Regions from separate parts of the Mus musculus genome. Here all the other regions are linked to region 3. A link is a contact called in public Hi-C data. All regions are on one chromosome and are shown on one strand. The core of a region is the stretch at or near the end of the contact, and the rest is flanking DNA. Distances in the headings are between cores, read along the strand shown. Region 1 has its middle 42 kb from the start of Runx1. Region 2 has its middle 85 kb from the start of Gm41499. Region 3 has its middle 23 kb from the start of Gm30224.

Region 1 (3,148 bases), core at 120-2,619, 290 kb after region 3:
GCATGGGGAGGAGGAGGAAGAGGAGGAGGAGGAGAGAGAGTATGGGAACTGGAGGAGCATGGGGAAGTGGAGGAGCATGGGGAGGAGGAGGAAGAAAGACAGCATGGGAAGTGGAGGAGCATGTGAAGTGGAGGAGCATAGGGGGAGGAGGGAGAGGAGGAGGAGGGAGAGCATAGGAAATGGAGGAGCATGGGGAGGAGGAGGGAGAAAGAGAGTATGGGAAGTGGGGGAGCATGGGGAGGAGGAGAAAGAGGAGGAGGGGTGAGAGTATGGGAAATGGAGGAGCATGGGGAGGAGGAGAAAGAGGAGGAGGGGTGAGAGTATGGGAAATGGAGGAGCATGGGGAGGAGGAGGAAGAGGAGGAGGAGGAGAGAGAGTATGGGAAATGGAGGAGCATGAGGAGGAGGAGGGAGAGCATGGGGAGCATGGGAAAGATAAGAAGAAGAGATGGAGGAGGAGGAAGAACATGGGAAGTGGAGGAAGATGGGGGAGAAGGAAGAGGAGGAGGAAGAGACCAGCTCATTATCCAAACTCAGTGGCACCAAGAGAGACCAGAGACTCCATCCCCTTGGCGTTCTCTGAGGCCAATTGTCAGTGGTCACAATGGATGTACAGATCTCAGCTTCTCTCCGAGCCCCCTGTTCAGATCCTACAAGGATGATGTACCTGCAAACCACCTGTGCTCCTCCCAAGATGAGGGAGTTGGGATGATCTGTGTTGAATTTTAAAATACTTCAGGTGTATTCTCTACAAATTTGAAATATCCTTTGACAAGTCAGACCTTCCTCCCTAGATATCAAATCCTCTATGTTCTGGCACTCACAATCACACATATTTCTTCCACATCCCAGAGATAATTGATCATCCTGCCTGCCTCTGCTACTGGCCATGCCCTTGGTAGTCCACACGGGAGAAAAAAATTCTCCCCTGAGCCCAGAGTAGGTTTCCCTTCTTTTCACCATTGCTAACTCCTATATTCTTTCTGATTCACTGTTGAGCCTCAAGGGTGAGGGCTGTAGACACAGCTGTAAAGGTCATGGTCAGGTTCTGCTGTGGGACCTAAGGGTCTTTGCACTGGTGCTGCCACGTGGATTGGTGAACCGATGCCAACAAGCAGAAAGCATCATGGCTCAAGCAGTGTGGGAACTATGTCATCCTCTTTGTCATCCTTCAAGAGCGGGGGTGGATGGTTTCACCTCTGGTGCAGCAGATGGCTTCTGTCATCAGGGACCCAAGCCTTTTCTATTCTTCCTCTCTGTGGTCTTTGACCAGTTGGACAGGAAAACAAAACTTCATATTTATCACCTCATGATCACAAGATGGCTGACGTAACCCCCACAAGGCGTTCTCCTCTCAGCACCACAAACAGGAAGGAAGGAGCTGATGCAGATGTTGTTGTCTTTTGATTTAGAAAGCGAATCCCGTTCTGCTTCCCTCTTCCTCTCAGTGTGGAGACCTAATTATGTTCCTGTCTCTCAAAGACGATCAGTGAGGACAAGTAGGACCCCCACAGCTGGTTCAGACATTTGTGTTGAGAACAGGACTGACCTACTTTGAGAACAAAGAGAACTCTGTTCAATGTCTGGAACACAAGATTGGGAGGTGTTCTAGTTCGATTGCTGTTGCTCTGATGAGACCCCCTGACTAAGGGCACTTCAGGAAGTTAAGGGTTTATTTACTCTTTCAGGGCACTGTCTGTCACTGAAGGGTGTCAGCTGAGTCTATGTGGATTAACTAGCCTGACTGGGGAGCTCTCCCCAGCCTCAGAGGCTACGACAGGAAGCCTGGAGGAACTCATGGCTCATGCTCTGCTTTCTTTTTCTCTTCTTTCTGATCTAATTTTCATTTTACGTGTGTAAGTGTTTGTGCCTGACCTGAGTCTGAATAACTCGTCTGCCTCGCACCCCAGGGAGGCCAGAAGAGGGCATCAGAGTCCCCAGAACTAGAATTACAGATGGTTGTGAACCACCATATTGGTGCTGGGAACTGAACTCAGGTCTTCTGCAAGAGCAGCAAGTGCCCTTAACCACTGAGCCATATCACCACCTCTCTAGCCTTCTTAGACAGCTCTCTTATACACCCCAAGACCACCTGTCCGCTGTGGACTGGGCCCTCATACGTCAACTGACAATCAAGACCACACATGCCTTCCAGATATTCCCATAGGCCAATTCTGTCTGATAGGCTAATTTAATCTTGCTGATCTATCAGTTAAGACCCCCTTCTCAGGTGACTCTAGTCTATGTTAAGTCGACAGCTAAAACCAGGGCATGAAGAAACAGCTATGGGCTATGCAACCAGGAAGCCAGTCTAGGTATTCTGCTCTGAGAGAGTTGGTCTAGCTTTGATAACCTTCTTTGCCCTTGACTGTGGCCTCCTCCAGTCCAGGCATGCGTGGTCACAGGAGCACCTTCATCCTTGCACATTGCAGACTTACCAGAACTTTGTCTTCATTCTCACATTTACCTCCTGGAAGGGACCACTTCAAGCTTCCTTGCACACTGGTCATGTTTTTTATCATCTTGCCTTGTCTATTTATAATTCCCCACTCTAGGCTTCCAGGAAGCCTGTCTCTATCATGTTCCTTTTTTCTGAGCAGGCTTCCTCTCGTCAGCCCCTTTCCTTTCTTCCTCTCTGCCATGTTCTCGTAGTGGCTGTGCCTACCACCACTCTGTTGCTTCTTACTGTATTTTTTAATGTGTTATTTTTCATACAATTATATTTTGATTATGTTTCCCCTTCTTCAAATCCTCCCGGATCATCCTCACCTTCCAATACACCCAACTTTATGTTCTCTGTCTCTATTCCTTGGGGGCAGGGGCGGGGGGGGGGAGACCTCTAAGAAACAAAATCAAGCAGGAAACAGCCCTTTCAAACCACAAAAACTGAAGATCAAACAAATTAACAACAAAAAGCCAAGTAGTTAAAAGACCATTATGACAAAAACAGAAATTCTGAAACAAAGCAATATGAAAACAACAACAACAACAACAACAACAACCAAAAACCCACAAAAATACCCTTGAGTTCATATTGTGTTAGCCAGCCACTACTGGGCACGGGACCTGCCCTGGCGTGTGGCTCTGTAACATCACTGTTTTTAAGTGTGAAGTTAGATGAGCTTTAGAAATCACTATAAATAAGATAC
Region 2 (3,049 bases), core at 411-2,910, 470 kb after region 3:
ACACACCGTCTATGTTGAAGTGGTTTTGTTGGATATGTTATCACATCTGTAAGGCAAGTAACTAGCACACAAGGGATGAACAAGAGACTGTCACCTACCAGTGTGAAGTGAGGGTGATCACACCTTAGCAGTGTGAAGTGAGGGTGATCACACCTAGCAGTGTAAACTGAGGGTGATCACACCTAGCAGTGTGAAGTGAGGGTGATCACACCTAGCAGTGTAAACTGAGGGTGATCACACCTAGCAGTGTGAAAGTGAGGGTGATCATCTAGCAGTGTGAAGTGAGGGTGATCACACTTAGCAGTGTGAAGTGTGGGTATTGCTAATTATGTGCTGTAACATCCAATTTGAGTCCTGCAGCAGCAAGAGGATTTAGTGGAAACAAATCAAAGTCAGGGCTGAGGAGATGCCTGCAGGGGAGGTCCCTATACATGCAAGTGTGAGGACCTCAATTCAGATCCTCAATACATGTGTAAACTCTGGGTGTGAAGGTGTGCCTAGAAACCCAACATTGGTGTAGGGGACACAGGTAGATCCCTGGAGCTTACTGGCCAGAACTCTAATTGAATCAGTGAGATTCTGGTTTGGAGAGAGATGCTACCTTAAAAAATAAAGTGGAGAGTGATTTTGAAAGACATCTAACATAGACTCCATATGCATGAGCACGTACACACAGACACAGATACACACACACACTCACACACATACACACACACAAGTTAGTTGAGGATAATGAGTCCACATTGGCTTCTTAATTATAAGAACCCATGTGAATGACATGAGACCATCTGAACTAGACCTGCTTTTAAATTTTTTATTTAATTTTACTACTACTACTACTATTATCATTATTATTGCTTTTTAGTTTGTTTGTTTTACAAATCTAGCATTTTCCCAATTGCACACCTATAATCTCAGCATCTGGCAAGTAGAGGCAGGAGGGCAGGAGTTCTGTGTTTTTCTCTATGACATAGCAAATTCAAGGCCAGCCTGGGCTACCTGGGACTCTTCCTCAGGAAAAGGGTTAACTGTAAAAGGAGTTTTCAATGGAACCATTCCAGCTTCATATGCATTGTGGCATCATGTCTAGTAGACCTCACCCATTGTGTTGCTTTGTGTGGGGAGTCACAAAGACCCCAGCATCTGAGCTTTGCACTCTGCCACCTGCTGGGGCAGCCAGTTCAAAGAAGGAAACCTGAGGGGTGTGTGAATGCACAGGGGATGAAGATAAAAGCTTGCATTCAGATTTCAGAATCAACTGTGGAGCTACATTATAATGGCCTGATTACAGGTCTCTTTCAATCAGGGACTGGTGTCTATTGAACTTAATTGTACAGGAGCATCAAACAATTAAGACAAAAGCCATAAGGGCTTCTGTGGCCTGGGCAGGTTTGCGTTTGATCAGTGTGCATGTGAACCATCTAAGAAGCAGATCTTATTCACTGAGATGATGAATTTAGAATATGGTGGGGCATCTGGCCTATGGGACAAAACAAGGCACAAACACACTGGACCTGAGGGAACTCAAGAGGCCTCACCATTGGAAGCTTCTACCTTCAGTGTCCTCTGCCTGGAAAGGACCAAGTTTGAGCAGTTGGCCTGCTAGATATCTGCCGCATCCTTAACAGAGTTTCGTCATACATAGCTGCCACTCTACAGGACTTCCAGCATCTGATGCAGTGCTTGGTCAGAAAGGGGAAGCCCACAATGAGAGTGAGCTTAGACCCTTACATTCACTTTAACAGTTGACTTCCATGACTGAGCACCACAGATAAAATGGTCATAAGTTTGTTTGTTTTTTAAACATGTGGAAGTCGCCCAAATTTTACACTCAAAATGTAGTATGTTGCTGTTAAGATACAAAGAGCAAAGTTGAATGACCACTTAAGTCAGAGACAGCAAAGTTGTCCATGCCTTTCTCCGACGGCATTTACTGCTCTGGCAGATCTTAAACTCCACCCTCTTCCCCAGTGTTCATTTATGATGGCTTCAACTTGTCTGATCATCCCCTATCCCAATCCAAGAAAAACAAAGAAACCTCTTTCTTAGTTCTTTCCCATATCATTTACTTAGTCTATGCTGTGTGCCACTCCTACCATAGTTAGACAGTTATAGGCACATGACTCTGCCCCAGACAAGGTGGACTCTTAACCATCCAGGTTCACCTTTAGGACTCCGTCAACACCCGCTGGCCCTGGCAGGATAAGCCCCGCCCCCTGTGCCCCCTTCCCAAGAGACTGTGAGGAACACTATAGCTTGTAGCAACCCATCCCTTTGAGCACATCCCCCTTTGAGTTTGTTGACATCCCCCACATCAAAGATCACTCAGCATGGTTTCACTTGCGCCAGAAGACCATGTTTGGAAACCGTCTGATAAGCCTCACTGAGAAGCCACCACACGCCCCTGGATCTCTCGGGATTATTTTAGCTCTCGGAGATCTGATCCTGCACTTTGCAGTGAGGCGCGTCAACCCCAAGTGTGTGCTTTGATTTGGAACCCCAGCTGATGACAGCTGAGCTGTTGATTTAATGGGTTCTGTGCAGATAAAGGCAAGGGCTGGCAACCATACAACTGTCTTCCTTCGCAGGTGAGGAGACAAAGATCTCCGACATGCCTATTTCTCACAGCCCAGGTCCCTGAACCTGGGGCTGGAAACACATCAAAGGCCACACCTTCCCTTCCCAGGCTCTCCCCCAGCCTTGTTCCTCTTCTGTAGCTCCTCCTGAACCCCTCACCAGTCAAACAATGCAGCTATTATGCTCCCTGGAGAAGAGAAGCCGAGTAATTACCTTCCCGGCCAGGTGCCAGGAGTAAGTTTCCTTGTGTGCAATTATTGTGTGGTAAAACGGCTGAGGCCGTGTTTTTAAAATTTGTTTTCTTTTCTTTGTTTTCTTTTTAGGCACTGACTGTCAGCTTGCCAGACACTGGCCCCAAGCTCCTCCATCAACCCCAGACAAGCAGCTTTCTTTAGGATTTGGCTTCTATTGTCTTTCACTTTCTCCCAACCTGGAGTCTCGTGATATTATATTTACAGCTCCGGATCGGTTT
Region 3 (3,010 bases), core at 144-2,643:
CTCCACAGCAATGAAACTCTAAGACACCCCACCCCACCAGCTTTGTCACCAGGCAGGCTGTGCTGGTACTGTATCCCATCCATGGCGTGGGTCTGGAAGGCTTCACCAGGTTAGTTCTGTATCTGCTGGGCTACACTCACATTGGGACTGAGGCTGTGGTTAATCGTTTCATCACCCACCATCTTCCTTGTAGCCCACTTAACAATAACCTACTTTATCTGACAGGTTTGTATATGCATATGATACATTCAGGTCACTTATACTCTCTCTCTCTCTTTCTCCAAATACACACACACACACACACACACACACACACACCTCTCCTTGCACCAGCCTTTTTTTTTTTTTTTTTTTTTTTTTTTGGTTTTTCGAGACAGGGTTTCTCTGTGTAGCCCTGGCTGTCCTGGAACTCACTTTGTAGACAAGGTGCTGGTCTACAATCACTCCCAAGTGCTGGGATTAAAGGCATGCACCACCACCACCCGGCTCTGCTCTGCACCAGCCTCTTACCCTTACTTTGGTCCTGTTCTTATTTTAAGTTGTGACCCACTTGGTTTAATAAGGGGCTACCTGCATGGGCATGGGCACAGGTGTCATGTTGTCTCTTGGGGTGTGAGGGACTCACTCTGAAGACAGTATTGAAAACAAGGGTTTCTGTTCTACCAGCTACCCCAGGGCCTGGCTGGGCTGAGCCCCAGAGGCCCCTCCCCTCCTGTGACTGAGTGTCTAATGGTTCAGTCTTATGCAGAACCTATGCAGGCACTGCAGCTGCTGCAAGCTCACGAGTGCTGCAGCCATGACACACCAGAAGATAGCACTGCACAGGCCTCCCAACAGCACTGCATAGCACTCCCCACAGCACTGCATAGCACTCCCCACAGCACTGCATAGCACTCCCCACAGCACTGCATAGCACTCCCCACAGCACTGCATAGCACTCCCCACAGCACTGCATAGCACTCCCCACAGCACTGCATAGCACTCCCCACACCACTGCACAGGCCTCCCCACACCACTGCACAGGCCTCCCCACACCACTGCATAGGCCTCCACTCCGTCATCCAGCTTCTACATTCTTTCTATACACTCTTTCATGATGTTTCTTGAGCCCCTGCAGGGACAATAAGATTTCTGTTGCCACCATGGCTCTGTTCATTTCACACACATCATTTGTAATGCATACAAGGAGACCTTATGATCCTCAAATCCACCCAGGGCAGGAGGAGTCATTGGCATTTCAGTTTTGCAGATGATGACACTGAATCACAGGTAGACCAGATGTTCCAAAGCCTTAGGGTTCAAACCCAGGCAGGCTGGGTCTGGACTCAGTCCTAGCTAGCCATTTGCTGCTAAGAGAATGAGGAGTCAGCCACGCAAACCATTGAAGTCACATAGCTCTGGCCAAGGTCAATTCTCCAGTGTTGTGATGTTTGGCATGTCTCCTTTCCCTTCCTGTCCCTACTTCCCTCTTTCTCCCAGCTTCCCTCCTCCCTTCTCCTTCTCCCTCATTTCTCCTCTGCTCTTTCCTTTCTTTCTCACTGGGAGAAGTGGGTATACCCAGGCAGGCCACTGGCTTGATCCTGACTCCCCATCCTCAGCCTTCCTTTGAACTACTTTACTATTCTCACTGGGTAAGTTTGCTACAGCTGCTGCAACAAACTACCACAAATTGGGTAACTTAAAGCAACAGGAAGTCATCTCCCCATAGTTCTGGAGGTCAGAGGCCAGATGTCTGGAATCAGCTGTCATCTGATGGTCACGTGGTCCGGTCTCTTTCAAAGGCTAAATCTACACTAAACAGCTTTCCTGGCCCTCAGTGACAACTGGAATCTGCTGGGGTCCTGTGGCTCGGAGACATATCGCTCTGTCTCTGCTTCTGTCTTCCTGTCATCTCTCTGGTGGGTCAGATCTCCTCCTCTTTTTAGGACATTAGTCACTGGTCTTAGGATCCACCATAAATACAGTGTGATCTCATCCTATGATCCTTAAATTACTCACACCTATCCAAATAAGGCCATAGTCACAGAATAGTGATAGTTGGGGAAAAATGAAAAAAAAAAAAAACAACCATGTTTGCTGACACACGTACATATACATGAATGTTGGGAGAGCTATCTTAAGGAGGTTTGCAGAAAATGCATCTTCTAGTCATCACATCCCCCACCCCCAAATGTCAGAATTTTAGTTCAAGTAAGTGTGTGATTATAAATTCCTTGACCCTATAGGTAGCTTGTCATGCTTGTACACACTCCTGTCCCATCCCTTCAGAAGGAGTTGGTACTTGTCTGTCACCAAGAAAGGGGCCACCACATTCCTGCCCTGGGCCCAGGATGCTACCTGTGGGGTGTTCTGTTCTCTGATTCTTTAAGCCTCATGTGGCTGCCTTTCTTCCTTGTAGTGGACTGGCAGCCCCCCATTGTCTGTCTCCTGTCACCCTCTGCATCCCAGGGTCCTTGCCTTCAGTGGTCCCTCAGATGTTCTCATTGTTTCCTCCCTGCTAGACACCTCCCTTAAACTAACCCTCAAATCACGTCTACATTCTTTTGGGAGTATCCACATCAACATGTCAGTCCACAGAAACTCGCAGTAAAGAAACAGCATCATGGGCTGGAGAGATGTCTCAGTGGATAAAGTACTTACGATGTACACATAAGGGCTTGAGTTGGAATCCCAAGAACCCAGGTGTGGTAGCATGCATCTGCAATCCTGCTGCCCCAGGTGTGGTAGCATGCATCTGCAATCCTGCTGCTCCAGGTGTGGTAGCATGCATCTGCAATCCTGCTGCTCCAGGTGTGGTAGCATGCATCTGCAATCCTGCTGCTCCAGGTGTGGTAGCATGCATCTGCAATCCTGCTGCTCCAGATGTGGTAGCATGCATCTGCAATCCTGCTGCTCCAGGTGTGGTAGCATGCATCTGCAATCCTGCTGCTCCAGGTGTGGTAGCATGCATCTGCAATCCTGCTGCTTCAGGTGTGGTAGCACATGTCTATAATCCTGCTGCCCCAGGTGT

What was found. Hi-C and Micro-C count contacts between places; a contact is called where the count stands out from the background.
Region 1: a contact with region 3 is called in a Hi-C map of bone marrow-derived macrophages, with 3 times the contacts expected there. The contact joins two enhancer-like sites. A contact is called at or near these places in 2 of 484 Hi-C or Micro-C datasets (bone marrow-derived macrophages and liver) and 1 of 9 other capture datasets (embryonic stem cells).
Region 2: a contact with region 3 is called in a Hi-C map of bone marrow-derived macrophages, with 18 read pairs. The contact joins two enhancer-like sites. A contact is called at or near these places in 2 of 484 Hi-C or Micro-C datasets (CD4 T cells and bone marrow-derived macrophages) and 2 of 115 datasets of contacts at active chromatin or transcription factors (bone marrow-derived macrophages and embryonic stem cells).

Annotation. Positions count from the first base shown.
Region 1 is chr16:92,866,177-92,869,324 of GRCm38.p6, forward strand. No RefSeq gene overlaps it. Among named protein-coding and RNA genes, the nearest start is that of Runx1, 42 kb to the left of the region's middle. Within about 2 kb of position 1,370, at least 86 of the 459 cell types and tissues checked have an H3K27ac peak or open chromatin away from gene starts, as enhancers often do. A contact at or near this core is called in bone marrow-derived macrophages, where this site is marked.
Region 2 is chr16:93,040,416-93,043,464 of GRCm38.p6, forward strand. No RefSeq gene overlaps it. Among named protein-coding and RNA genes, the nearest start is that of Gm41499, 85 kb to the left of the region's middle. Within about 2 kb of position 1,661, at least 32 of the 459 cell types and tissues checked have an H3K27ac peak or open chromatin away from gene starts, as enhancers often do. A contact at or near this core is called in bone marrow-derived macrophages, where this site is marked.
Region 3 is chr16:92,571,673-92,574,682 of GRCm38.p6, forward strand. No RefSeq gene overlaps it. Among named protein-coding and RNA genes, the nearest start is that of Gm30224, 23 kb to the right of the region's middle. Within about 2 kb of position 1,394, at least 45 of the 459 cell types and tissues checked have an H3K27ac peak or open chromatin away from gene starts, as enhancers often do. A contact at or near this core is called in bone marrow-derived macrophages, where this site is marked.